2 separate regions of the Danio rerio genome follow, and region 2 is linked to region 1. A link is a contact called in public Micro-C data. All regions are on one chromosome and are shown on one strand. Each heading gives the region's core, a stretch centred on a gene start, on an enhancer-like site or on the middle of the called end of the contact. The rest is flanking DNA. Distances are from core to core; before and after follow the strand shown.

The links. A called contact is a pair of places that touch in the nucleus more often than the background predicts.
Region 2: a contact with region 1 is called in a Micro-C map of caudal fin, with 5 times the contacts expected there. The contact joins the promoter of dennd2c here to the enhancer-like site in region 1. A contact is called at or near these places in 2 of 18 Hi-C or Micro-C datasets (caudal fin and hematopoietic stem cells).

What each region holds. Positions count from the first base shown.
Region 1 is chr8:12,464,360-12,471,425 of GRCz12tu, reverse strand. brpf3b (bromodomain and PHD finger containing, 3b) reads right to left here. Exons shown (of 9, transcript XR_012384124.1): 8 at 3,981-4,271; 9 at 2,791-3,849. Among named protein-coding and RNA genes, the nearest start is that of brpf3b, 34 kb to the right of the region's middle. Within about 2 kb of position 2,070, at least 15 of the 62 cell types and tissues checked have an H3K27ac peak or open chromatin away from gene starts, as enhancers often do. A contact at or near this core is called in caudal fin, where this site is marked.
Region 2 is chr8:12,644,319-12,651,458 of GRCz12tu, reverse strand. dennd2c (DENN/MADD domain containing 2C) reads left to right here and starts at 2,940. Exons shown (of 19, transcript XM_001919051.8): 1 at 2,940-3,325.

The DNA of each region.
Region 1 (7,066 bases), core at 821-3,320:
GGGGCTAATAATTTTGTCTTCAACTATATATATATAGACAAACGATGTCCACCAAGAATATTTTTATAGATGATATTTTGTAGTTTTTTTGTGTGTGTATTTGTGGTAACATCAGAAACATACAATACAGAATTGGACAAGCAAGAATGCACTTTGCATGTAATACTTTTGTTCACAAATAAATGTACTGTATAAATACAAAATATAATTTTTTATGTACTATTCATTCACTCTTCTTAACAAATATCAGGTTTTTTTTATGCAAGTCTTAATTTCTTGGTTGAGTGTCAAGGTGAAAAAATAGCTAATCATGTTGAGCAGTGTGGCTCAAACTTGGACGAATACACTATATTTTGGTGGCCTTGGCCAAATTACTGACACGATAACAAAGTTTTGAAGCATAATTGTAATGTTTTGGGGCTGTAACTACATTTTGCAGATGTGCAATGAAGTGCTGAAGTTCTAGCAAACAGCTTTTATTAAGATTATTTAGAAGATGTGCCAAAGCAACTGAGAAAAACTGAAATTATCAGTTTTTTTTATCAGTCTTCTTCTACTTTTTCTTATTTTGGGGGTTGGTAACTCAGGGGTCACCAACTTTTTTGAAACTGAAAGCTACTTCTTGGGTACTGATTAATGTGAAGGTCTACAGTTTGATGCACACTTCTCAAATAACATTTTTGCTCAATCTTGATTATATGTTGTTGTTAATAATTAATTATATTCATCAATGTGAAGACAATAATCGTGTTAAAGATTTCATTTCTTACAATAGCAATGATTTAACAAGGTAGGAAACGTGTCAATTTGCAACACTTCATTAGTCTGAAATGGTTTTCAAAGTTTGTTATATACTTTATAACTTATATTCATTTTCAGTTTTTACAAATATGGCGACCGATTGCCATTCATTATAATAGACTGTGAACTGTTTAGTTTCTTATACGAGTCATTGTTTCATTATTGTATCGTAACGGTCATTTTAAGCTTTGTGAAGCGCATACTGTGTGTTTTGGTGCCCAAATTACATAAAAAAAAATATTTAAAGCTATTTGTCACACGTCCACATACACAAAGAAAACACAAATTACGTCATCTAATTGTCGGATTGAGTGTATAATAAACTAATTAATGATCTCAACGTTCTCTTATTTAGTCATATAAAATCGTTTTTCAGACAGCAATTTCCTAAATTACGGCACATTATCTTATCGTCAAAGAAACAAAATTTACATTTAGATATTCTTTAAAGTTGCTTAATTTTACTTTATTATTTTGTGGTCAAATATAAGAAACTTCAACAATATTGTGTCCCATTAAAATGTTTCAAAAAGTGTTTTTTTACAGTATAATCAAGTGTATTACTACTAACATGCATTTACAACTCTTAATAAATAATACTGCATTTTATTTCTTAAACTGATAAACTACTAATTAAAACTTTCTTTTACTTAGCGGTTCATTTTATAGATATTTTACAGCTATGTAATTAAAATTAAATAGTCTGTAGCTCGTGACTTAAACTCTGTTAGAAGGTCTAACACACATCAAAATAATTAGCTTTTTGTCAACAAATATGGCCGACCGCAACTTGCTGCAAAGAGCTCAGAATCACCTTTCCTTTGAAGTAGGAACGTAGTGGGTATAATCATTTGACGTTTCAATGACGTAGATTCCCCAGCTGTCATCATTGCTCACCATGACAATCTGTAAACGTTGGATCTGCATTCCTATAAAGCTTGTCAGTTCTCTCTGTGTTGTCAGTTCGCTCGTTGATGCTGTTTGTACTTGACCAAGGTGAGTTCCATAGCTGACGGTACAAGTGGAGCCACGCCAATCTCACAAAGTCCGCTTTGTGAAGCTTCACTCGGCCCGTCTGTGCTGTATTCCTTGCAGTTTGCGTAGATAAACGCAATATCGCCAAGAATATTACGGGTTTGTTGCTCGAAATGTGCCAACGAGCAACATTCCAGTGAACACTGGCACGGACTGGCGCCCGGTAAGCTCGTGCACTCCCTGGGGCGAGGCGGCAAAACGAGCCGTGAAAACCCTCAGGCAAACACGGGAGGCCGGTAGTGGGACCCCGCTGCAAGGGTTATGGTGGGTGGGAACAGCGAGGCCCACTTATAGACTATTTTAAACTATAGTTTCAAACTTTAGTTTACTATAGTTTAAAATAGAAACCATGGGAACTGTAATGTTATAACTCTATGCCTGGCTGTTGTAATGTAAGTTTTAGGTTGACTACTGTATACCAGCTGGTTTAGGCTACTTTTATCATTATTTTGGTGGTCACAGATTTTTTTATGACCCAAATCAAGTAAAATGTCTCTCACTCAAGTACTTTTAGCATGCAAAAGTACAATTTAGCATATCAAATATATTTTAACAACAACTAAATTATGTCTCGTGAAACTGACCAGCCACAGTGGTGTTAAAAACAATGGCAACACTTTAAAATAAGGTTAATCGGTTAATGTTAATTAATACATTTACTAACATGAACAAACAAACAATGAACAATACATTTACTACAGTATTTATTCATGTTAGTAAATTTTAGTTAATGAAAATACAGTTGTTCATTGTTAGTTCATGTTAACTCACAGTGCATTAACTAATGTTAACAAGCACAGACTTGGATGTTAATAATGCATTAGTAAATGTTCAATTATGATTAATAAATGCTGTACAAGTGTTAATCAGGATTAGTTCATGTTAATTAATGCATTAACTAATGAACCTTATTGTAAAGTGTTACCAAAACAATGTTCAAATCAAACACAGTCGTAGAGTTTCAATAGAACATTTATTTCCCCACATGAGAAAATACTGTTTGAGACAGGTTATTTGGTAGGTAGGTAAAATCTGCAGTTTGTACAAGCTTAAAATTTCTTCTTATAAATGGTGAACAAAAGCTCCACAACTTTCTACAATAAATACAAGGTTCTGTGCTTGATGTGAAAAGGGATTTGTACTGTCTAACAGCAAGTGTCCAAGATCATCGTCCTCTTCCCTCCTTTAAATCTTAAAATGAACTAATCAGAATCCGAAAGCACATAGCTGGCTCTTAAAAGCCTAAGCAATAATAGTTTATCATCTTAAATAAGACATCTGATTTTCGCCTTGAACCAATATAATTTAGTTCCTTTATTTCTTTATGCTCCATAAATAAATTACTTTTTTGTATCAAAAAATTGAGAATATATATTTAACCATAGACACGCGAGTTGTTGCATATACACATACATACATGATTGTATACCGGTCATGTACATATATATGAACCACTCACACTATCTGGATATCAAAGACAAGCAGGATACACTATGTAGGAAGTCAGTTCATCTGAAAATCTTTTTACACATGTATATATTTATATATACAACCTTCATTTCATCATTCCCCCAGGCAATTTATTTCACAAGAGAAAAGAAAAATTAAATTAGAGACTATATGATAAAAAAACAAACATACTTATATACACTGGTGCTCTTTACAATATACAATAAGTGGTTTGTAAAACTTTAAAAAGTAAAAAGCTATCTTAAGAAAATGGCAGTGATTCATTCAAACGCTTAAATTCATTCAATCAATCAATCATTTAAAAGTATTAATTGCTCTGAATGTACCCAAAAGGCTAAAACTCGGAGTCTGGGTGATTTAAATGACCATAAAGTGACGCCTCCTAAAAACAAACCATAGCACTCTCATATGACCTCCAAAATCTGGTAAAAGTAAAACTAGACTGAATGTGATTTGCAGCAAAGGGTTAAATTAAACTATTCTCAGTGTTCAGGTTCCATTTAAAGCAGTGGTCTCAAACTCAATGTCTGGAGGGCTGCAGCTCTGCACAGTTTAGCTCCAAACACCTCCAACTCACACCTTATAGTCTCGAGTAGTCTTGAACACCTTGATTGGTTGGATCAGCTGTGTTTGATTGGGTAGAGCTGCGGCCCTCCAGGAATCGAGTTTGAGGCCTATTATTTAAAGGAACACTACACTTCCTTTTGAAAATAGGCTCATTTCGCAACTCCCCTAGAGTAAAACAGTTGAGTTATATCATTTTTGAATCCAGCACTTTTAGCTTGGCTTAGCATAGATCATTGAATTAGATTAGACCGTTAGCATGTTGCTCAAAAATAACCAGTTTCAATAATTTTATTATTTAAATGTGACACCTCTGTAGTTAAAGTGCGTACGAAGAACATCGGATCGATATGGCTAGAAGCTCTACCATACTCAAACTGGATTCCTGGAGGGCCGCAGCTCTGCACAGTTTAGGTCAGACCCTAATCACACAAAGCTGATCTATGAATGAAGTGTTCATGACTCTTTTGAACACCTCAATTGTTTGGATCAGCTGTGTTTGATTAAAGTTGGAGCAAAACTGTGCAGAGCTGCGGCCCTCCGGGAATTGAGTTTGAGACCTAGGATCTATATTCTCATTCCAGTGTAATAATCAAGAAACTTTACTGCCGTACCATGTCTGAAGCGGCACAATGATATAACACAGCACCTGAAAATTCAGCCAACTTCAGTCAATATAACCCAACATAGGAAGTTACCTAGCTAGAGACTCTTTTCAGCCATTCCTTCAGGTCATTTTTCAGCGAGATGCTAATGGTCTATTATGATTTAATGATCTATGCTAGCGATCACAAAACTTGTTCCTGGAGGTCCGGTGTCCTGCAGATTTTAGCTCCAACACTTATCAAATACACCTGAACAAGCTAATCAAGGTCTTACTAGGTATACTCGAAACATCCAGGCAGGTGTGTTGAGGCAAGTTGGAGCTAAATCCTGCAGGGCACCGGACCTCCAGGAATGAGATTAGTGACCGCCTGATCTATGCTAAGCTAAAAGTGTTTCCGCCAGACCCAGAAATTGGCTGAATGGATTCAAAAATGATAAAACTCACCTGTTTAACTCTAGAGAACTTGTAAAATGGGCCTATTTTTATTTTAAAAACTGGATTGTTCCTCTAAACCAAGGGTGATCAGCCCTGTTCCTGGAGATTGACCTTCCTGTGGAGTTCAGCTGCAACCCTGATCAAACACACCTGCACTAATTAATTACGACCTGAACAGCACTTGATAATTACCGGCAGGTGTGTTTGATCTAGATTGCAACTGAGATATATGCAGGAGGGTAGATCTCCAGGATCAGGGTTGGCCACTACTGTTTTAAACAGTCAGATGTGGTTGATGTTTCTGCTCTACATGTAGTTGGAGCCAACGAAACCATGATCTCCTCGAACTCGACTCAAGTGCTTCATAGCTCGATCGTAGGCCACCTGCACAGACTTCCTGATACTGGTCTTCTTGCCCTCCATAATACGCAGTTTATCAGTGGTGTCGTCGACGCCGAGAGGAATCACTTTATCTTTCGAGAGCCACTGCCTGCGGATACAGCAAAAAAAAAAAGAAATGAGAATTCACTCACAGTTCCTTTCAAAATCCTTAAAGCCAGCGGATTCTGGTCATTTGAGAATGCAAAGTCTGGTGGGTAATCTGAAGGAAAACAAGAAAATCTCCAAAGGCTGGGCTCACCAGGTGCGTTTGTTGTCGAAGAAGAGAACCAGGAAAAGTCTTTCTCCGGCTTCTTCTTGTCTCTGTTCCCCGAGGCGAAGCACGTCGAGTGGAGGAACAGGGATCGGGACGCCGTTATGCAAAAGACCATCTTGAGGCATGTCTGGATCTATGATCTACAGAATGAAGAGCCATTTTAACCTTCCGCTTCAGCTTTAAATGTCAGTGCTTTGCTTTGAAGCTGTGCTAAATGCAACTGTGAAGTTATTTTATTAGACATGTCTGTGTTGAAATAGATGAGAACAAAATGAAAATGTGTCACAGAAGTGCTATAAAGTGTACCTTAATAAAACATTTAAAAAGGTCTTTTTACTTGGAGTAAACCAGGGATGCAACTGGCATTTGTGAGTGAAATTACTAATCAAAAAAAAAAAAAAAAAGATGAATTTAAAGGGCACCTTTTTTACCCCTTTTACAAGATGTAAGATAAGCCCTTGGTGTCTCCAGAGTGTGTCTGTAAAGTTTCAGCTCAAAACACCCTTTAGATCATTTATTATAACCTCTAGAATCTGCCCATTTTGTTGTCGGAGTAGTGTAGCAAATGAGTTACTTCTTCCCGCCCACTATTTCCATGTGAAAGTCTGTTTGTCCTGCGTTACGTCAGATAAACAGCAGTCAGTGACAGAGACAGACACGGATGAAGTTAAAATACATCTCATTAGTCAAAAATACCATGTAAGTTTATTTGATGTATTTGCGGGAGTCTATTCAAGCCTTTCTGAAATGATGAGTCACACACATCTTAATGTTTACTGACACCATGTGGCCGTGGTGTTTATAGCGGTCAAGAATTCCATAGAAATTTTACTATCTTTATTACAATAATGCTTTGTTTTAAAAACATTTTAAACTTATAAAACTTATTTTTAAAATAATCACAGGGTTGTAACAAATATTTTAATCTCAGTTTATTTGCAAAAAATGTTTTGTTGACATGTGTATGCAGTACATGTTATTATAGAAACAATGACAATCAGTGGGAAAACCACACTCCTACGTCATGTACTGATTTGAATCCAATTTTAAAGTCAGGAAATTTTTTAAAGAGGTTTTTTTTGGGTTTCTGTCACTTTATTTGACTGTGGACACACTATACATAAAGACAGTTCTGCCCAAACAGCTTTAAAAAGTAGATTTTCATTATAGGTGCCCTTTAAATTCAATTAAATAAAATCATAAAATATGAAAAAACAAGGAGTTCTTGAGATTAATCATCCCAATTATGCTAATAATGAATGAAATCCTTTATGTCAAATAAAAAATATTTAAATAAAATGCAAACAATTCAAATGCAACAACAGTCAAACAGAATAAACAACTGCAAATAAAATGTGATACATTCTGTAAAAAAGTGAAATTTGATAAAAAAATAATGACTAAAAATAACAACTAATGAAAACAATAACAAAACACTATTCAAGAAAACAACTAAATTATTTTTTCTGTAGAAGTGCAGGACATAATCTAACAATATT
Region 2 (7,140 bases), core at 1,691-4,190, 180 kb before region 1:
ACAGCGCTACTCACTGCACCACTGCGCTGTGAAATTTCAATTGTTTTTCTCTCAAAATCTTCCCATATGCAACTCTTAAAGGGATAGTTCACCCAAAAAATGAAAATTGTCATTATTTGCACGTCATGATTTTGCTAAGTACCATTTGATCCTGGATTACATCAATGTTGATCCTGGAACATCATTTTTGTTCGAAAATGTAATCCATACCTCTTCCCTACCCCTAAACCCAATCATAACTGTCTATTATTCCCAAAATCAAAGGGGAATAATAGTTGGATAATGATCATATAGATGTTCATGAACCTTACTGTAAACCTAACCGTTTGTTAAGTGTGACGTCACGCGAAGCGGCTTCCGGGTCCAAGCGCTCTATTCAAATGAATAGTAATAATAAACGTTTACAAAGCGATTTAATACTTTCGAAAATCACGCAATCTCGCAATATATATGTCCATGCCCAATATCCGATGGCCAGAAAGTGGTTCATTTTTTTTTATTATTGTTAAAATGTTGGTATTTGTTATGCAGCAAGCCCAGAGATTGTTGTGTACACTGACTTGATATAAAATTAACTTTAATGTGTGATAAGAATTAAAAGTGATCATAAACGAATAATTTCTCAACTCAAATGAGAGGCGGCTTGGACTCGGAAACAGTATTACATACGTCACTAACACGTCACCACTTAACAAGCGGAAGCTTAACATAAATAGTAAACATATCCCTAGTTTTCTTATTGGCTGATTGAAATGTTGTTCCAGGATCAACACAGACATTAATCCGGGAACATGTCCTGTTTGGTGAAATCAGGTTGGCGGTCATTATTTACTCACTCTTGAGTTGTTCCAAACCAGTTGAGTTTTTTTTTCTGTTAAAAATACAAAATGTTTTGAAGAATGTTGAAAAAAGGGCAACCAATTTATATATACAGTAGAAATCAGAATTATTAGCCCCCCTTTGAATTTCTTTTTCTTTTTAAAATATTTTCCAAATTATGATTAACGGAGCAAGGAATTTTTCATAGTGTGTCTGATAATATTTTTTCTTCTGGAGAAAGTCTTATTTGTTTGATTTCGGCTAGAATAAAAGCAGTTTTATTTTTTTTTTTATTATTTTGAATTCAACTGTAGAAGAAAAACAAATACCACGAAAGTCAATAGAGAATGCCAATTACACATTAAATGTCATGTTTCTTCTAGTTATTTTATGGATGATCTGTATTAAGTACTACTATAGATATTTTATTTCTTTTTACTCAAGGGGATCATTTCCACAGTGTGTGCAATCTATGTAGTACTGTAGATACTATAATGCATAAGACTGTAAATCCTATATACACACACACACACACACACACACACACACACACACACACACACACACACACACACACACACACATATATATATATATATATATATATATATATATATATATATATATATATATATACTAGTATGTAACTAGTATATCTAGTATAAATATACAACTAGTTGCTAGTGTGAAATATATTAAGTTTAACTTGATGTATAAAACATTTTAAAGTTATTAAATTTATTTTAAAAACTATAAAATCATTTTAAAAATAAACAAAAAGTAATTTGCAGCTAGCCCTCTGCAACTCTCACATGGTTGCCCACTGAAGTGAAGCAGGGCTGTTGCTGGTCAGTACCTGGATGGGAGACTACATGGACCACAAGTGGTGTTAGTGAGGCCAGCAGGGGGCGCTTAACTTGTGGTCTGTCTGGGTCCTATAAGCCCCTGTATAGTGATGGGTACTCTACTCTGTACTGCTCAGTGAGTGCTGTCTTTTGGATGAGACGTTAAACCGAGGTCCTGATTCTCTGTGGTCATTAAAAATCCCAGGTTGTGCATCCTGGCCAAATTTGCCCTCTGGCCTCTGTTCATCATTGCCTCCTTATCATGCCCATATCATAACTGGCTTCATCACTCTGTCTCCTCTCCACCAATCAACTGGTGTGTGGTGTGAGGTGTGGCACAACATGGCAGCCATCACATCATCCAGGTGGATGCTGCTTACTGGTGGTGGATGAGGAGATTCCCCACAAAAATGTGTTTAAAGCGCTTTAAGAGTCCAGAAAAGCGCTATAAAAATGTAAGGAATTATTACTATTATTATTAATAAATGACAAAAAAAGTAATGAAATTGTAATACAATCTTAAAAACTGTTGATAAATATTTGTAATGTTTGTAAAGTAATGTTTGTACTTACTGATGCTTTATGCATATATTCTATTGTATTTAACTTGATGTATAAAACATAAAAAAATAATAATAATTGAAAAGATTAATTCAACAACTTTGAACTCATTTAAAAACTAAACTAAACGTAACGAGTGACGTGAAATGAAGTAATAAAATCTTAAAAACAAAAATTGTTTTATAAAGTAATATTTGTCCTTATTGACGATATGTTATGCATGTATTGCATTCTATTATTGTATTTATTAGTATTTTGAATTAGTTTTATTTTTGAGCTATCCTTTTTTTGTTTCAAGTTTTAATTTTAAATTAGAAAATGTTTTATTATAGTTTTTATTCAATTATTTAGGTGTAAAACAGCTTAACTTGAATCATTGCATTAAAAATGTTAATGGCATGCACTGAATTTTGCACCACAACACTAGCAATGTGAGCTAACAAAATCAACAGAGTTAGTTTTGATTTCATGTGTAAATAAAGCACTAGTAGTCACATGTATTCGCCTCGAGCCACTAAAGAGTTAAAAACTGCACTCTCAAGAAGACAACAAAGTAGCATTTCCGTTTCAAGTCAGTAAAGTTTTTCCTTTTGAACCAGTCGATCTTGAGTCGATCTGAGAAACTAGGAACAAACACAACACATGGAGATTTTATGAAGAGGCGCTTTTATTGCAGCTCGTGAACTGATTCGCCGCTCAGAGGAACCGAAGCTCAGATGGGGAACTGACAGCGCAGGAGGAGGATTAAACACGATCACATCCACTCCTTCAGGAGCTCCCAAAACACTTTAATCTGGAATATATCAGTAACAACTGGCTTTACATTGTTGTCGGTTACCGAGGATTATTATTGTTTGGTTACTTTGAAGCCCGTCGGTTACTCACTGAATGGATACAAGTTTGTCTCGAAGACGTTTTTAGCCGCCTGGCTAACTTTAACCAGCCGAGAGATATGAAGACTTCGGGACCACAACACAAAACAGAGATACAGACTCGGCATTTGCCCTAAATAAACTTCTGTGAGAGTCTTTGTCTCGGTTCATGTCAGATGAGTCCAACATATGTGTTGTGAAACAGCGGATAAGTTCGCCTAACTTTAAGTAAGTGAAATCTCTTCATAACAAAAGATCTGAATTAACTTAACTTAGCTGACATTAGAGAGCTGCTGCTTTCGTTTATTCATTTAAATTAATGTAATTATATATATATATATATATATATATATTTTTTTTTACTATATCTGAATTGATTTAATGGTAAAATTAACTAAAATTAATTCTATGTTTAGTTTTACTCAATTTAATATTGTATTTGTTTTACATTTTATGTTTTTAAAGGGATAGAATATCAAAAAAATTTAAGTTCTGTCATCATTTGCTCAGCTTATTTCAACCCTTTATGAGTTTATGTTGAACACAAAAGAAGGTATTTTGAAAAATGTTGTAAACAACCAATGGCATCCATACTATTTCATTTACTTTGCTTAGCTTTTACTTATTTCAGACTATTATGAGTTTGTTGAACACAAAATAAGGAAATTTGAAAACCTGTAACCATTGACATCCATAGCATTTGTTTTACTATGCTGAACTTTTACTTATTTTAAACCATTATGAGTTTTTTGAACACAAAAGAAAGTGTTTTGAAAAATGTTCGTTACCAGTAACTATTGACATCCATAGCATTTGTTTTACTATGCTGAACTTTTACTTATTTTAAACCTTTATGAGTTTTTTGAACACAAAAGAAAGTGTTTTGAAAAATGTTTGTTACCAGTAACTATTGACATCCATAGTATTTGGTTTACTATGCTCAACTTTTACTTATTTTAAAAATATTATGAGTTTACAATTGAACACAAAAAAGTATTTTGAAAAATGTTGGAAACCTGTAACCACTCACATCCATAGTATTTATTTTAATATGGTCAGCATTTACATACTTCAAACCATTATACATTTATGTTGAACATTAAAGAAGGTATTTTGTAAAATGTTACAAACCTGTAACCATTGACAGTGATAGTATTTAATTTACTAAGCTCATCTTTTACTTCAAATAATTATGAGTATGTTGAACACAAAATTTTGGAAACCACTAACCATTGACATGCATAGTATTTGATTTGTTACGGAACTATTATGAGTTTATGTTGAGCACAAAAGATGTTGGACTTCCATAGGATTTGTTTTATTATTGAAGTCAATGGTTAAAGGTTTTCAGCTTTCTTCAAAATATCTTCATTTGTGTTCAACAGAAGAAGCTCATGAAGGTTTAAACCTCTTGAGCATGAGTAAATAGTGAGCAAATTTAAATGTTTGGGTGAGCTTTTCCTTTAAACTAATTGTTAATTGACACTTCATCATAGTTACCTATTCATGTTTAAACAGTTAAAGTTCACACTGCTAATCAAAATATCATTCATTCATGTTTGGCACGTCTAAATCTACTTTACTCACTATGCCTTTGGGTGAAAATAAATACGGTGGTGACACCAAAGCCAAGTTGTTTATTAACATCCATAACTCAGCATGCTTTGACACAATGTTTTCTCTTACGAACGTGATTAGGCTGAGTTTTGACACTAAACTTGCCCACTTTCCCACCCTCTTGATCCACCCCACCCAAAAGCTTGTCCCCTCATGCACAAGTACCCAAGGTGGGTGGATCACCTGTCAGAGGTGGTAATATTATAGTTTATTTATGTCTTGATTGTCTACCATTTGAAGGCTGGGTTAATGCTAGTGTCTGGTTGACATTGTATGGGTGTTTTGTGTACGTCTGCGGTTGCTGATGACTCTTTTGATCACCGAAACCCCAAATTCAGAGCTCTGTTGGTGAACCTGGAAGCAGCAGGTGGCTTGGAGAAAAAAAAGAGAGAATTTAATCCACCTCTCAGTTTGTTGGGAACGTCATAAGAACTTCCTACTCGTATGCAGTCGGGAATGTGTAGTCAGGATGATCTTTTACTGCAGTAGAGTTGTAATTAACCACTGGTCTGCTCCATCCAAACCTACACGCAGACCATTTCAGACTGTGTTAGATTTCATGCCAGACAGGGCCCTGCATTATGACAAAAATCATCATATTTTTTAAATATTTCCCAAATTATGTTTAACAGTGCAAGCGTTTTTTTCACAGTATTTCCTTTTTTTTTTCTAATAAAATTCCTTAAATAATTTCATTTGGCTAGAATAAAAAAGTTACATTAAAAAAAACATTTTAAGGTCAATATTATTAGCCCCTTAAGCAATATTTTTTTTGGATTGTCTACAGAACAAACCATCATTATACAGTACAATGATTTGCCTAATTACCCTAACTTGCCTAATTAACAGTTAAGCCTTTAAATCGCATTTTAGGCTGAGTATTAGTACTTAAAAAATATCTAGTAAAATATTATATATGATCAACATGGCAAAGATAAAATAAAATCAGTTTTTAGAAATGAGCTGTTAAAAATATTGTTTAGAAATGTGTTGAAAAAATCTTCTTTCTGTTGAACAAAAATTGGGGAAAAATATACAGGGAGACCAATAATTCTGACTGCAAATGTAGGTCATCTCATGTCCTGATAATGATAAATATCACCAATATCATCAATATTGTACCACTCCTGTATTCTTTATTTATTTATTTATTTTTTACATACTACGGTATATAGATCATTTCAATGTGGTGATGTCATTGGCCCATGAACATTTCCTGCTTGTCAAACTATTTCATAACTATATCAAGATGCAGTTCAATCATAACTTAACATTATCTCTTTAACTGCCTGCTCTACCAAATGGTCGACCATATTTTTACTGTTTTAAATAATGGTTTACTCACGCAGCGATGTTGGTTTACAAAAAAATCTAACCAACATAATCCTGTTGCACCACTACACTTGATTTTGTTTTTTTTTTGTAAAAAAAAAAAAAAAATTCAAAAGAAAACACTAAATAAGATTCTGAAATATTTGATGGCGGTCTTCAAAAAATTAAGACAATTTAGTATTCAAACATAATCAAAATAAAGCTTTTTTTTTGTTTTAAATAAATTGGACTTGCACTTCATACTTTCTGATTTTCATTGTATATGTATTAATTCTGGTACTTTTACCATAACAATCATATGTCATATGATGACATATCAATCTTTTGGTAAAGGCTGATATTTTAGAAATTATGGGATCATATTTCTCTCTTTATTTATGGCAAATGTTTGATTAAAGATGTAGAAATATAAAATAAATCTTTATAAAGTATAAAACACTTTTCAGAAACTAATGATTTTATGCTCAATGTCAAAATAAGATGCAGAATGTAAACATTGTAATTTCAAGATACATTCTCTCCTCTTAAAATTCTTGGAGAAAAAATATATAATTTACATTTTGTGATGTCACAAAATAAATGATAGAGCATAGATTTTTTATTTTGTCAATATGATTAGGCTTGGGCGGTATCCAGATTTTGATACCGTCAAACCTCCTCCCTATTTTAACACGGTATACGGTATTACCCTGCATAATAATAAAACTATGAGGCTCAGACAGCGTCAAGAAACTGTTGGCTTGTGCCTGAACCATTCAGAAATTCAATACCGTATATACGACCTTAGGTTCGAGGTATTTCCATCTCTTGCGGTCACGTTTTTGTTGCACAGTTTGCAAATTGCCTCGTTGTTCTTTTTTGAGACCAGGTCACTTGGTGCGCGACTTGCCATCTTTCCCCACCTCTCTCTATCTCCTCCATGTTGTCCCGTGATGACAACCATGCGTACGCATGTTTAGGCATTAAATAAATTATATTTAGTATTTAATCCTTGTCTCCTATATAAGTGCATTGTTTTTTATGATGGTATAACTGTATTAAAACTGATACCGTTGCTATTTTTAGATCCCGTGGTATACCATATTACCGCCCTA